Regions from separate parts of the Macaca mulatta genome. Here region 1 is linked to region 2. Evidence: chromatin contacts called from public Hi-C data. All regions are on one chromosome and are shown on one strand. Each heading gives the region's core, a stretch centred on a gene start, on an enhancer-like site or on the middle of the called end of the contact. The rest is flanking DNA. Distances are from core to core; before and after follow the strand shown.

The links. A called contact is a pair of places that touch in the nucleus more often than the background predicts.
Region 1: a contact with region 2 is called in a Hi-C map of fetal cortex germinal zone, with 2.8 times the contacts expected there. The contact joins the promoter of CHMP2A here to the promoter of ZBTB45 in region 2. A contact is called at or near these places in 4 of 14 Hi-C or Micro-C datasets (CD4 T cells, cortical neurons, fetal cortex germinal zone and 1 more).

The regions. Positions count from the first base shown.
Region 1 is chr19:70,688,686-70,696,052 of T2T-MMU8v2.0, forward strand. It overlaps CHMP2A (charged multivesicular body protein 2A), which reads right to left and starts at 5,582. Exons shown (of 6, transcript NM_001194122.2): 1 at 5,448-5,582; 2 at 4,514-4,705; 3 at 2,741-2,920; 4 at 2,537-2,667; 5 at 2,388-2,449; 6 at 2,145-2,272. The coding sequence starts at 4,681. The coding sequence ends at 2,145. UBE2M (ubiquitin conjugating enzyme E2 M) reads right to left here. Exons shown (of 6, transcript NM_001194143.2): 3 at 7,358-7,367; 4 at 7,153-7,256; 5 at 6,782-6,845; 6 at 6,277-6,696. The coding sequence ends at 6,556. It overlaps TRIM28 (tripartite motif containing 28), which reads left to right. Exons shown (of 16, transcript XM_077980253.1): 14 at 82-168; 15 at 287-424; 16 at 517-855. The coding sequence ends at 693.
Region 2 is chr19:70,650,435-70,658,114 of T2T-MMU8v2.0, forward strand. It overlaps ZBTB45 (zinc finger and BTB domain containing 45), which reads right to left and starts at 3,626. Exons shown (of 3, transcript NM_001266696.1): 1 at 3,617-3,626; 2 at 253-1,531. The coding sequence starts at 1,531.

The sequences.
Region 1 (7,367 bases), core at 4,332-6,831, 40 kb after region 2:
CTGGGGTTACTTAGGTGGGGTTGCCCAGAGAGGCTTTATAGGTGCTACCCAGAGCTGTGACATCCAGTACACTGTTTGTAGAAATGTGAGCGTGTTCTGCTGGCTCTCTTCTGTCATGAACCCTGCCGCCCCCTGCATCAATTGGCTACCGACTCCACCTTCTCCCTGGTGAGTCCTAGGACGGGAAAGTCGGGGGGGGTGGGCGGTGGTGGCTGCCGGGTCTCACCCTCAACCTATGTATGTATATGTGTGTCTTTGTGTGTGTATGTGTGATCTCTGCCTGTAGGACCAGCCCGGTGGCACCCTGGATCTGACCCTGATCCGCGCCCGCCTGCAGGAGAAGTTGTCACCTCCCTACAGCTCCCCACAGGAGTTTGCCCAGGATGTGGGCCGCATGTTCAAGCAATTCAACAAGTTAACTGAGGTGAGCCAGTGGAATGGAGGGGCTGTGGGCAGGGAGAGATGTGAAGGAAAGAGCTAGGACCCATTCATCCACTGCATTCCTGCTTGGTCCAGGACAAGGCAGACGTGCAGTCCATCATCGGCCTGCAGCGCTTCTTCGAGACGCGCATGAACGAGGCCTTCGGTGACACCAAGTTCTCTGCTGTGCTGGTGGAGCCCCCGCCGATGAGCCTGCCTGGTGCTGGCCTGAGTTCCCAGGAGCTGTCTGGTGGCCCTGGTGATGGCCCCTGAGGCTGGAGCCCCCATGGCCAGCCCAGCCTGGCTCTGTTCTCTGTCTTGTCACCCCATCCCCACTCCCCTGGTGGCCTGACTCCCACTCCCTGGTGGCCCCATCCCCCAGTTCCTCACGATATGGTTTTTACTTCTGTGGATTTAATAAAAACTTCACCAGTTCCTCAGGCCTTGGCTGGTTGGGGGGCTGTGGTCCTAGGGCCTGGTTTATTGACTGTATCTGCTATTCAGCCTTATCAAGCACTGGTGGTTGATAAGGGAGGGGGGTCTTGTCTCCAGCCTACCCAAGCCCATGTGTATGGATGCCTAGGGAGTGGGGGAGACTGCAGCCTACCCAAGCCCATGTGTATGGATGCCTAGGGAGTGGGGAAGACTGCCTCCTTGCCCTTTCTGGATATGGGGAGGGCACCCAGGGCAAAGGATGTACACGCTACAGGCTTGTTTGGTACCCTTTGCGATACTGGGTGGGTGTGACCTGCAGCCCTGTGTAGGCAGGGTTAGCCCCACTCTACTGAATACTTCGTAAACTTTGGTGCCGTAGCTGTTTCTCATCTTCAGATGGTACCACAGTGAACTGAGACCTTCCAAATATGGTTTTTTCCGTCTCCCTTTGCTGAGTCCACTTAATATTATCCTTCATCCCTGTGTTATGATTTAGTTACTCTACAGTTGAGCCCGTGTGAATCTCAAGGTCACCCCCTTGCCTCTGTTGGTTGGTCTGGACTGTCCTCGAATGTTGTCATTAAATCATCACTGGACCAAACAGTGTTGGGCACTAAAGCCTGGCAGATGGAGGACTGGCCTCTCAAGATCCTACCAGGGGCCGGGCGCGGTGGCTCAAGCCTGTAATCCCAGCACTTTGGGAGGCCGAGACGGGCGGATCACAAGGTCAGGAGATCGAGACCATCCTGGCTAACACGGTGAAACCCCGTCTCTACTAAAAAATACAAAAAACTAGCCGGGCGAGGTGGCGGGCGTTTGTAGTCCCAGCTACTCGGGAGGCTGAGGCAGGAGAATGGCGTGAACCCGGGAGGCGGAGCTTGCAGTGAGCTGAGATCCGGCCACTGCACTCCAGTCTGGGCGACAAAGCGAGACTCTGTCTCAACAAAAAAAAAAAAAAAAAAAAAAGATCCTACCAGGGTGTTTGGGGGAGTCCAGTATCTTGAGAGGGGATGGAGCAGGGCCCACAGCTCACCTCAAGCTCCCAATCCCTGAAAAACCCCAGGTGGACTTTGCTTGTCCACCCCTGCCCCAAACTCCCACCCTTAGCTTTGTACCAAGTGCCTCTTGGCGTTAGGTGATACTTGTCCTCCCAGGGACCCCAGCCTGGTCCCACATCAGGCCAAAAGTCACATGGGCCTAGAGACTAGTGTCCAATCTCTTTTATTACAGAGGGGTTAGGGTAAAAGATCCTGGGCATCCACTGGTTATCTTGGAGTGGCAAGGGGCACTCAGTCCCTCCGCAGGTTCTTGAGCCGTTCCTCCAGGTCTGCATCAGCATCAGCTAGGGCTGAGGCTGCGGCCTCTGCTTTTTTCCCACCAGCAGCCACACTGAGCGAGCCCCCAGTTGAGGGGAGGTCTGCAGAGAAAGTGGGGGTTTGAGCAGGGGAGGGGAGTAATGCAGGCAAAGGGAGGGCTTGGGGCTGTGGCTGGGCCTTGGGTGGGAAATGGGGCCCAGGTTTTGGAGCACTCACTTGACAGCTCATCTGTTAGGCTAAGTCCCAGCTCATCCAGGACCTGGGACACAACAGCATCACTAGGGAAGAGAGAGAACTCAATGAGGGCTATGTACTCCATGAGGGCCAGGCAAACATCTCTACGCTCCCATCCAGTTTCCCCATACCTCTCCTCTTCGTCTTCCTCATCACCCATGGCATCATCAATAGCATCATTCATCATCTCCTCCTTCATATCCATGATCTCTGCCTGCCGTTCAAACTCCATCATGATCTTCTGGATCTGCGGCAACTTCAGCTGGAAGTGGTAGGAGTGTGAGTGTGGTCCCCATGGGTCGTGGGAGTGGGAAGGGGGATTGGGAAAAGCGCACCTGTCTGTTCATGGTGCCCATGGCCTTGGTGACACCCTTCATTGCTTGTGCCATCGAGTTGTTGGACTTGAGTGTCTGAATCTTGAGGGACACAGCCTGGATGTTGGCCCGCATCAATACAAACTTGCGCACATAGCGCCGGGTGCGCACCAAATCTTTTGCCATGATGCGAACGGCATCCTGCAGAGTAGACGGGTATCAAGGACACAGGAGTGAGATTATCCTATACTTCTTGACACCCCATTAGTTAGGTGTTCCTCCCCACCACCCCAATTCGCAATTCCACTTGAAGTTTACAGAAACTTTGTGGCTAACCCAATGGTCACTGATCCCTCCCCCCTGACCTAACCCTTCTCTGCCTCTTGGGCCACCAACTCCCTGGGCTCCTTTGTAAGGTCCTCCTCACCTCTCTTGATTCGTAAATGGTAAAAGGCCCCAGGCTCACTCCTTAGGGTTCCTTTTCTCTCCATGTTTTCAGTCATTCTTTTGACTTAACAACAGCTATTGCTCAATTTCTATTCCCAGCCTAGAAGAATCTAGAAGAAGAATCTGCCCCTTCTTCCACTTGATACAAACCCACACCTCAAACTATCCAGAATCACATACAAACCTGAGGCTCAGCTTTTGATTTCCTCTCCAAACATCTTTCTTGCCCATCCCAAGAAATGCTATCTTCTCTACCTACCTGTTCAGGCCAAAACCCTCTCACCCATCAAAGGCTGTGTTCCTTCTTCATGTCTCCTTACTGGTTTTGGCAGCCTCTGCCATAGCTTATCCTTATCCTTTTTTTTTTTCTTTTTTTGAGATGGAGTCTTGCTTTGTTGCCTAGGCTGGAGTGCTGTGGCACAATCTTGGCTCACTGAAACCTATGCCTCCCGGGTTCAAGTGATTTTCCTGCCTCAGCCTCTCGAATAGCTGGGATAACAAGCATGCACCACCATGTCCGGCTAATGTTTGGTAGAGCGGGCTTCTGCTGTGTTGGCCAGGCTGGTCTTGAACTCCTGACCTCGGGTGATCCATCCACCTCAGCCTCCCAAAGTGCTGGGATTACAGGCGTGAGCCACCATGCCTGGCCAGCTTATCCTTATAGTTATCTTTTTTCTTTTTCTTTTTTTGTTTTGAGACAGAGTCTTGCTCTGTTGCCCAGGCTGGAGTGCAGTGGCACAATGTCAGCTCATTGTAACCTCCGCCTCCTGGGTTCAAGTGATTGTCCTGCCTCAGCCTCCAGAGTAGCTGGGATTACAGGTGTGCACCACCACGCCCAGCTAGTTTTTTGTATTTTCAGTAGAGCTGGGGTTTCACCACGCTGGTCAGGCTGGTCTCGAAGTCCTGACCTCAGGTGATGCAACCACCTTGGCCTCCCAAAGTGCTGGGATTACAGGTGTGAGCTACCGCGCCCAGCCCTGTAATCCCTAACCTTTCAACTTAGCTCCCACTTTGGCCCACAATTCTGAATTGTCTGGTCCATGCCCAACTCTTGAAGCTCACCTGTCATCTCCCGTTTTGTCGAGGCTCTCTTTTAACATTTGCTGCTCTGTCTGCTTGACACATTCCCTGCCCAGATCTGTAGGCTCACTGTCATAACTCAAGCCTTGGCGCTCATACCAGTTCCTTGGAGGCAGCCTTCCAGACCCTCAAACTAGGGAAGCTCTGCTGACCTTTCACTCCACTCATTTTGCTGAAAGCACCTGTGTTTGGTGTCTGGTCTCTTGTTCACTGCTGTTACAGCCGTGCCTGATTGACAGCAACCTGCCCCTGACCACCCACACTCACCATCTGGCCTTGCTTGGCCATCTTCTTAATGTCTGCAATGATTTTCTTCTCCTGGGTCTCTAGTTTCTGTCGCTCGCGGTCCAGCTCCCGCATGGCACGGTTCAGGGCCCTCTGGTTCTGCCGCAGTAGCTCCTCTGGCGTCTTCCGGCGCCCGAACAACAGGTCCATGGTGGTAGAAGCTCACTGGCAGGCCTGAGACAGATGTGAGGCCCAGTTGTAGGGCAGGGGGCCCAGAAGGAGGGCAAGAAGCAGAACAGGGTCACGGGAGCCTTGCCAAACGGGAAGGGGCTGAGACTGGAGACAGGAATGAGGGGCCAAAAGGGAGCAGCTGAGAACACTGGGATTGTCCCGGGGACACATAAGGGGGACAGGTAGACCTGAAAATTATCCAAGCGCTGGCCCGAGCCCCTCCATCGCCATGCCCCCACAGAAGTTACGGCTTCCAAGTTTAGCTTTTCTCTCCAGACCCATGGGTGAGGCCCTGGAGTCCTTGATACGACTGAGAGCGGGGGGCGACGCGAGTTGGCGCACTAGTGTTTTAGGGACCGTGGGCACCGAGCACAGGGCAATTGTGGGGGTTCTGATAGAGGAGGACAGGATGGGCGGAGACCCTAAGAACCAAGAAAGGTGAATGTGGGGCTGTGAAGCTGAGGACAAAGCATTAGAATCTGGGAACCCTGAATGCTGAGGGAGACGGTTGGGAGCGCTGGGGCATCCTGTACACCGAGGACGGGATGATGCAGGTTGGGTCGCACTATACACCGAGGACAGAGTCAGTGGGCCCGGCACCAAAGCAAGGTGGTGTTGGAGACCTCGATGTTGACGACAGGGTCCCAGGGAGAAGCGAGGCACCGGACACCCGGGCGAGTAGAAGCCTCGTACGCTGCCGCCCGCACGCCCGCCCGGTATCCGCGGTCCAGCAGGGGCCACTCACCGGAGCTGGGACGGGCACCCGCTTCCGCTTCCGGGTCACGCTTCTTTCTGGGTTTCCCGACTTGCCCACCTACCAAGGCCCCTCGATCCTGTCGCCTCCGCCGCCGTTTCCGGATTAAACGACGTGACGTAACATGACCCGCCCGCACCCGGAAGGTTGGGAGGCTCCCAGGAGCGCGCGTGCGTACGTGCCCTGGAATGGGCCAGCGTTCGAGCGCATGCGCAATAGCTCCCGTTTCCTCTGCGCGTCAGTGTTTCATGTTTGAGTCCCGCCCGAGTGACCCCACCAAGCCAGTACCGGGGTGGGCGCTTTCCACCCAACCTCCACTTGAGGGCCCAGCTTGTCCGTGATACCCTGACTTCTGCCTGAGGCCTCAGATAGAGGGAGCCTCAGGAGGCCCCTCCTCCTCGGTGGGCCCACCCACACAAGAAAGGGGCAAAGCTAGAGATGGCTTGTTTCTTCCACTGTGCTGCCCTCTTGGCCAGGAACCCAGAGGTCACTGGATCCTGCCTACGCTTCTCATCCTAGAGTAGGCTTCATCCCAACCAACCCCAGGCTCTGGCCTGGTATCCCCACCAACTCGAGAGCTGCCCCAGGCACTGGGCAGCCTGTTGTAGGGTGCTGCAATGCCACCTGTGCCCACACGTTCCACCACCCCAGCTTTGCAGGCCCTAATGGACCTCAGCTGCCCCACCCACCCCATAGAAGTAAGAAGCAGAGGCCATGCAGTAACATTCCCCTTTAATAGCCTGGTGCGACCTCCAGAGGTGGAGGGGTGGGTTGCCTGGGCCCAGCTACCCAGGCCCCTTACCCACCCACTCCACAGCCCAGAGTGGGGGCTGAACAAGCACCCAGCAGGGGGGCTAGACAAGCCAATTCATTTCCCATCGCTGAGTGGGTCGGGGGAGGCAGCGCCGACCTTAATCACATGGTGGTAAAAAAAAAAAAAAAAAAAATAACTAGGGGCAAGTGGCAGGAAGGGGAGGTAAGGCCAAGGCAGGGAATTCCCCCACGGGCCGCCCCCCAAACCCCTACCGATGGCCCCCAATAAATATTTGCAGGGGATGCCAGGGCTTGTGGCCGTGGCGGGGGTGGGTATGCGCCAACCCTATTTCAGGCAGCGCTCGAAGTAGGTGGAGCCGATGTAGCCACCCCGCATGGAGCGCTGCACGTTCTGCTCAAACAGCCGCCGGTTGTTCTGCAGGACCTCTGCAGCCTCCTTGTTCAGTGGGTCCTCGGGGTTGGGCTCCTGTGGCCAGTACAGGTAGGGGGGTCAACAGGCCAGAGGGACAGAAGGCCAGTCTCCCCAGACCCAACCACCTATTCCTACTCACCAAGAAGAGATACTGCAGGCCATAAATTATGGAGTTTATCGTAAGGACTGGCTTCCAGTCCTCTCTGTGGACAGAGAGCATCAGGGTCAGAGCTTGGTGAGTGGGAGACTGCCAGAGGCCCCTCTGGTATTGGGCAGGTCAGATCCAGGGCATAGGAGAGTGAGCATGTGAGAGGCTGGGAGGGAGGGTGTGCAGCAGGCTAGGCCAGGGAGAAAACCAAGGTCAGGCCATGAGGAAGATGACTGGGAAATGAAGAAATCACAAACAACAAAGGGGTGGGAAGGGACAGAGTCTGATGTAGTGCCCACAAGACCATGAGGGGGACCTGGCAGGCAGGGCTGGGGAGGGCAGTAGAGGGCCCGTGCCTTCACCTGAGGATGTTGAGGCAGACGTTGCCCTCGAGGTCAATGTTGGGGTGATAGACCATTGTCTCACACTTCACCTTGGGGGGATCATGTGGGTACCCCTGGCCCACCTGGCTCCAGGAAAAGAAAGGAGAGATGGGTAGGTCCCTGGAAGGGCCTCAGCTGCTGCCTCCTCAGTCCAGGGAGCCATCCCTGCCTGCCTGGGACTCACCTTAAAACTG
Region 2 (7,680 bases), core at 2,376-4,875:
AGGCCAGGACAGGCTCCTGCTTCCCAACCCAGCCTCAGGCCCCCCTCCACAGAAGCCAGTGCCTGCTGCTCCACAGAGTGGGACTTTCTCCTCCCCCACATACCTTGCACTTGGAGAAAGGCTCAATTTCCAGGCCCCCTGCTACCCAAAAGTAACAGAACAGTTCCAGTGCCCTGTAACTAGTGCTGAATTCCCCCTTAGGTTTAACTCTCCAATGAGAGCTTCTCCCTCTCCTCTCCCGCCCTGGCTCACCCGAGTGGATGAACATGTGCTTGGTGTAGTTTTTCCGGGAGCTGAACGTCTTGCGACAGTGGCTGCACTCATAGGTGGGTGGCTCAGCACCTGCTGTGCGAGCAGGGGTGCCTGAGGGGGCCGTGGTGGGAGCAGCAGAGGGAGCCGGGGCCTCCCCCAGCTGAGTGCTGGGGGCTGCCTCGGGCTGGAGTGTGGGGTAGAAGGCGGGTGGGGGCGCAGGGGCTGGCCCTGATGGTGCTGAAGGGGGTGGTGCGGGTGGCCCGGGGGCACCCAAGTGAAAGGGGAAGAGTGCGACGGGTGGCCCTGGGGTCTTCACACCAGGCGGGCGGGGTCCAGCCAGTATGCAGTCGGGCTGGACAGGGGTCTCAGTGGGACAGCCTTCGGGGACAGCGCCATCCTCGTCGTGCCAAGTGGATACATAGCTGTCTGGAAATACGTCCTCAGCTGCCCCAGCTCCCCGAAGAAAATCCCTCCCGGCACCACTGTAGTCAGTGAGGCCAGTGGGTGCAGGGGGCTCCTCACAGGCGCTGTCAGCAGCAGCAGTGAGGAAGCCGGCAGCACAGTCTGGGAAGGAAGGAGGTGCCTGGCCCTCGCCCGGGCCGCCACCTTCGCCGTCCTCGCCATCGGTCTCATCGTCAGTTTCCTCGTCATCCTCATCGCCACGGTCGTCAGGGGCCGCGGACAGTGAGGGGTCAGCATCAGGCCCCTCGGCCTTGGCAGGTGTTGGGGGCGCAGGCAGCTGCAAACGCGCGGGCTGGCGCTGCTTACGGCTGTGCGCAGCACCAGGGTGCCCCGGAGGGCGCGCAGCCAGCAGGTGGCGCAGACGGTGACGCAGCTGCGCAGGTGCGAGTGGCGGGGGCACAGGGGTGGGCAGGGGCGTGGGCGCAGAGGTGCCTGGGGCTCGGGCGCGGGCGATAATCTGCGTGCATTCGTCGATAACTGTCTGTATGCGAAGTACCGACGCGGCCGTGAGCACCTGCAGGGCTTCGCCCTGCGCCACAACAAGCGAACCGCTGTACAGGAACTCGACCAGCTGTCGCACCGTCTGTGCGGGCACCACCGGAGGCACACGGATCTCAGAGTGGCCGAGCAGCAGCTTGTCTTGGAAGAAGGGCGAGCCGGCCGCCAGCACGCAGCGGTGGGCACGCAGTGAAGCTTCACGAATGCGCACAGTCACGTCGCAGAAGTGCCCCCCTAGCCTCTGCCCATTGAGGGTCTCAAGCAGAGAGCGTGAGAAGTTCTGCAGGTGTATGTGGTGCACAGCCTCTGCAGCTGCCATCTGCACAGAACAAGAGGAGGGCCGGAAGAGGTCAACTGAGGACCCCCCTCTGTCCCAACCTCCCTATCTTTTCACCCGTTGCTGCAGGATGGGGCTCAAGAGTGCACCACACTCCAAGGCGCACTAACCCATCCCTCCTCAGCTGCCCTTCACAGTCCCCATTCCCAACACAGGACACTCCAGCACTCCCTCCTCCTCCCATCTCAGTCCCGGCCAGGCCCTCTACAGCCCCCTACTAACGCGGCAAACCTTAGCACACCCCTAGGAGAGGGTGTTGGGGATGTGAAAGGTCTGCCCCTCTCCGGGTCTTGCTTACAGCCCCCGAAAAGGTTCAGGGCTTGGCCTACTCTCCATTGACTCACCCACCCACCCCACCCCATCCCAACTCCAGTAACCCTAGGCCTCCCCATGTGCCCCTCCAAGAGGGCAGCCCTGCGTGTAGAAGAGGCCAAGGACCCCCATCCCAACTGGCTAACCTGCCTCACCCAGAGCAGACCTTGCTCACTACCCAGCTAGTTTCTCCTCCACCCCTGCTGGCAGCTCCTTTTGGTTTCCTTTAGCCACATCCCCCCAGTATGAGACCCTGTGCAGAGGCAGGATTGCTGCCTCAGAACCAGGTCACCTTAACTAGTATATACAGAGGCTTTCGCAGGAGTGGGATGGCATGACCTGCTTCCTGGGCAGCATGGTTCTCGGTGTGCCTGGTCACTAAGGGCTGAGGGTAAAAGGTTGGGCATTACCTTGGGAGATGCCCCAGGGAAACCAGTACATGGTCCCTGGCAGCCCCTAGCATAGCAGGCAGGGAAGTGCCTCCTGCAGCCCCAGCTTCTTGCCATCTCGATGGGGCCTGTGGGGCCCAGGGTGTGGGTGTGGCACAGAGAGGGGAAGTGTGGAATGAGCAGGGGTGTGTGACTGGATAGGTGCCCACTGAGCAAGCCGGACAAGGCCCAACATCAGGTACCAGAAAGGGGAGAGAGTAGTGCCCAGAGGACTCTGGAATGTGAGGAGTTCTGCTACTCCGTCCATCAAGCAGGTAAACCGTGATCCTTCGGCCTGTTTCCCCTTCTGTCAAACAAGGGATGAGATACTCAGCTCATCCTGCACCCATACTGCACACACCTCCAGTCTAAGGGAGGAGGGTAGGAGCTCTGGACTCTGACATCCGTATAGCCTCCACCAGCCTGTGTCTCAGAGTGGGCTCGGCTTGATGCTGCCCCTACACCCTCGGGCTCTACTGGGGTCTCAAGATTCAACCCCTCCAACTCCTTATGCCCAATCCGCCGTCCCTTTGCTCAGCCAGACGCCTCCCTTTCTTGCATGCCCAACATTTGACCCTCAGACTACTTCGAGCACCTCCACTGCCCCGTTCCCGCTGTCCTGGACGGATGAAGAAACCTGGCTGGTCTCTCCACGCCCCTGGCCTCCCCTTCTGTTCCCCACATGGCCGCCAGAGGGAGCCTTTCCAGACTACAGATCCAGATACACCACCCCGCCCCCCGGCCCCACTCGGAGCCTCAAAAAAGCCAGGCCTGTGCCCGTGCAAAGGCTAACTCAGCATGCAGCACCCGCCCCATCTGTATTCACCTAGCACCTGAAAGGCTTCTAATCTGTGTCCGGCCGATAGGGACGCATCAACCCCAGAGACTTGAACCTTCCTTTCCCGCCCTGCCCTGCCCCGCCCCGCCCCGCCCCGCCCCGCCCCGCGGCGGGCTCCATTCCTCAGTCCCGACGCCGCAAAGCCGATCTGGACACTTCAGAACAAAGGCCAGCCTTCGAGACCCGGCGCCCAGGCCAGCTTCCTGGGTCCGGCGCCGCACACTCCCGCCACGCCTTCGCCGCGCCGTGTGCTTTACCCCGAGCGCGTTCACCCAATCTCTGCTCCATTGCCCGCGCACCACCCTAAGCCCAAAGCACCCCTCTAAGCCGCCGCGGCCACCCCGCACCCTGGCCCGCGCCGTACCCCGGTCCTGCAGCGCCCCCTCGCGTTCGCAGCGTGCGCTTCTAGCGGAGCGCAGGTGCCCCTCCCCTGGTACGCCCCAGCCTCCTCGCCCGCCCTGCGGCAGGGGGATGCCCATCCGACCCCACCTCCGACTCCTCTTCAGGCACCAGGCTCTACTGTGGCCGCCTCCTTCTCACGGACTACAAGGCCGCACTTCCGGGCCCCTATGCCGGCGGAACCAAAGCCCGTGGTCGCGGCGGCGCAGGGGAAACCCTACCGAAGCACATTTCCGGTATTTTTATGGCGATCAGCTGCCGTCAGACTGCGGCTCTCAGTCGGAACCAAAGTCGAAGAGGCTAGGGCTGCCGCGTTGCGAGGAATCTCTGGACCAGAGCACTCTTCCGGCGTCGCCCAGGAGATCAGGGGTGTGGCGGGGCCTGCGCGATCAATCCGCAGGCGCCGTGTGATGGAGAATGGGAAGGCAGTTCCCGGCCCAAGTCACCAACCTGTTCTGGCCAGTTTAAACCCCACTGCGAACTGGGAAAGTGGCCTTATTCCTGTGACACGGGTGAGAGCTGAAGTAGGTCTCGGTCCCTGGCCGCCAGGAGGCGCAGGCGAGCTACCCCTACTCCAGGCCCGCCCGCTGTGGGTGGGATTGGGGAGCGGACCCCATCTCGGCCTTGGCACCTTCTACTACAACGCAGACAGGAACAGACAACTGCCTCACCCTGCTCTGGGCCTCTCCTGAGCTAGACTCTGTGAGATTCTGGGACGTTGCAAGTCGATCTGTTATGGGGAACAGAATTCTGAAAATGGCCACCTCCAAGATTCCGTGCCTAAATCTCCAGAACCTGTAAATATGATAATCTCACCTATGAATAGTTACACTACATGGTGAAAGGGTTTTTGCAGACATAACTAAGGTTACTCATTAGCTGATCTTAAAATAGAATATGATTCTGGATTATTTTGGTAGGTCCAAGGTAATCATAAGGGTCCTTAAAGGCAGAAGAGGAAGGTGGAGAAACTTGAAGTAGGAGAAGAGTTTTGTCCATGAGAGGGACAAGTGTCAGGCTGAGAATCTGAGAAGAGCTGCAACAACAGCCAGTAAGAAGACAGACCTCATGGCCGGAGCCAGTGGCTCAGGCCTGTAATCCCAGGACTTTGGGAGGCCAAGGAGGGCAGATCACGAGGTCAGGAGATCGATACCATCCTGGCTAACACGGTGAAACCCCGTCTCTACTAAAAATACAAAAAATTCGCCGGGCGTGGTGGCGGGCGCCTGTAGTCCCAGCTACTTAGGAGGCTGAGGCAGGAGAACGGCATGAACCCAGGAGGCGGAGCTTGCAGTGAGCCAAGATCGTGCCACTGCACTCCAGCCTGGGCGACAGAAGGAGACTCGTCTCAAAAAAAGAAAGAAAGAAAAGAAAACGGACTTCAGCCCTAGAAGTGCATGGAGCTAGATTCTGCCCACAACCTGAATGAGCTTGGAATCAAATTCTTCCCCAGAGCCTCCAGACAGCAACTCAGTCCATACCACACCTTGATTTCAGCCTTTATGAGACCCACAGAAGACCTACTTGGGCTTCTGACCTATGGAATGGTGAGCTAATAAATGGATATTGTTTTGACCTATGAAGTTTCTGGTAATTTGTTACAGTAACGGTAGAAAACAAATACATCTGGTGAGACCCAGGGCCTCCACACAGTGAGAGTCCGATAAATGCCACTATTTGTTTCCCATCTGATGAACGCATTCCTCACATTTCCCTCCCGAAAGCTTTATTTCTGTGCCTTCCCAGCCGTTACCAGGCCCCTTCATGATCTCATTCCTCAGGGAGCAGTTCTCACTTCCCTTATCCCAGAGGACAGAGTGACTCTAAAGTGAAAGCGGGAACCCACTGTCCAAATGTATGACTAGAACAAAGCCTCTAGAATACAGACAAGGTCAGGATGCCTGTCCTTCACACAGGGCAGCTACTGGGTGGCTGTGTTGTAGATGTGGTATTTGGAGGTCAGGAGGTCGGGAGTGGAAAATATGTGCCAGGTGGGAAACCCCATTAAAACACAAGTCTAGGCTGGGCACGGTGGCTCACACCTGTAATCCCAGCACTTTGGGAGGCCAAAGTGGATGGATTACCCGAGGTCAGGAGTTCGAGACCAGCCTGGCCAACATGGTGAAACCCCATCTCTACTTTTTTTTTTTTTTTAAACGAAGTCTCGCTCTTGTCCCCCAGGCTGGAGCGCAATGGTGCAATCTTGGCTCACTGCAACCTCCGCCTCCCTGGTTCAAGCGATTGTCCTGCCTCAGCCTCCTGAGTAGCTGGGATTACAGGCATCTACCACCATGCCTGGCTAATTTTTATATTTTTAGTAGAGACGGGGTTTCACCATGTTCGCCAGGCTGGTCTCAAACTCCTGACCTCAGGTGATCTGCCTGCCTTGGCCTCCTAAAGTGCTGGGATTACAGGCATGAGCCACTGTGCCCAGCCTGTCTCTACTAAAAATACTAAAAATTAGCTGGGTGTGGTGGCAGGCGCCCATAATTCCAGCTACTAGGGAGGCTGAGGCAGGAGAATCTCTTGAACCCTGGAGGTGGAGGTTGTAGTGAGCTGAGATTGCACCATTGCAATCCAGCCTGGGCAACAAGAGTGAAAATCTGTCTCAAAACAAAACAAAACAAAGAAACAGAAAACACAAGTCTAATAACCTGCCATCATCATTGTCTTTGTTTAGACTCAAACCATGGCCTGCTGGACCCACGGGGTCTGCTTTCACTGGGCTGTTTTGGGAAGAGCATAAGGGTAGGTGGGAAGGCATGCATGAGGTCTCTAGGGAGGGAGGATGGCCCTCCCTTGGGCAAGACAAATGCATGAACCTTGGGCTGAGTGGCAAGATTGCAGTGCGTTGAGGTGGGGAAGCCATGTCCCATTAGCCCTATTATTATGTTTAAGGGGCTGTAGGAAAGACAGTGCACCTAGTGGGGTGGCAAACGCAGGAGTCCTAGCAGGAAACAATAGCTGCCCTGACAGCAGTGAAGGGCAGAAAGGGACAGATTCAGGATAGGAAGGAGAGGACGCGAGTGGCTTTAGAGAAAGTCTCAACCCCAAGGGATGGGGCCTGGAGGATTAGGGCAAAATGGGGGTGGAAGAGCCTGCCCAATAGGCTAGGATGAACATAGGAAGGAGAAACCCAGACCCTGACCTCTCTCAGGCAGCCAAGGGAGGTGAGAGCTGCAGCTTCAAGGGTTATTTTCCTTTTCTCTCTAAAAATCTTATGACAAGGCCGGGTGTGGTGACTCATGTCTGTAATCTCATAATTTCAGCACTTTGGGAGGCTTAGGCATTCAGATCATCTGAGGTCAGGAGTTCAAGACCACCCTGGCCAACATGGTGAAACCCTGTCTCTACTAAAAATACAAAAATTGACTGAGTGTGGGGGCTCATGCCTGTAATCCTAGCACTTTGGGAAGCTGAGACAGGTGGATCACCTGAGGTCAGGAGTTCAAGACCAGCCTGGCCAATACCTGGGCGTGGTGGCAGGCACCTGTAATCCCAGCTACTCTGGAGGCTGAGGCAGGAGAATAGCTTGAACCCGGGAGGCGGAGGTTGCAGTGAGCCGAAATTGTGCCACTGCACTCCAGCCTGGGCGATAAGAGCAAGACTACATCTTAAAAAAAAATATATATATATATACACACACACATATAAACACATACGTATATACATATATATACATATATACATATATGTGTATATATATACACACACACATATATATATACAAAAATTTGCTGGGTGTGGTGGCGGGCGCCTGTAGTCCCAGCTACTTGGGAGACTGAAGCAGGAGAATCCCTCAAACCCAGGAGGCAGAGGTTGTAGTGAGCCAAGATCGCACCACTGCACTCCGTCTCAAAAAAAAAAAAAAAAAGGGCCTGGTGTGGTGGCTCATGCAGGTAATCTCAGCACTTTGGGAGGCTGAGGTGGGCAGATCACCTGAGGTCAGGAGTTCCAACCTAGTCAAAGTGGCAAAACCCTGTCTCTACTAAAAGTACAAAAATTAGCCAGGCGTGGTGGCAGGCGCCTATAATCCCAGCTACTCGGGAGGCTGAGGCAGGAGAATAGCTTGAACCCGGAAGGCAGATATTGCAGTGAGTCGAGATCACGCCACTGCACTTTGACCTGGGCAACAAGAGTGAGACTCCGTCTCA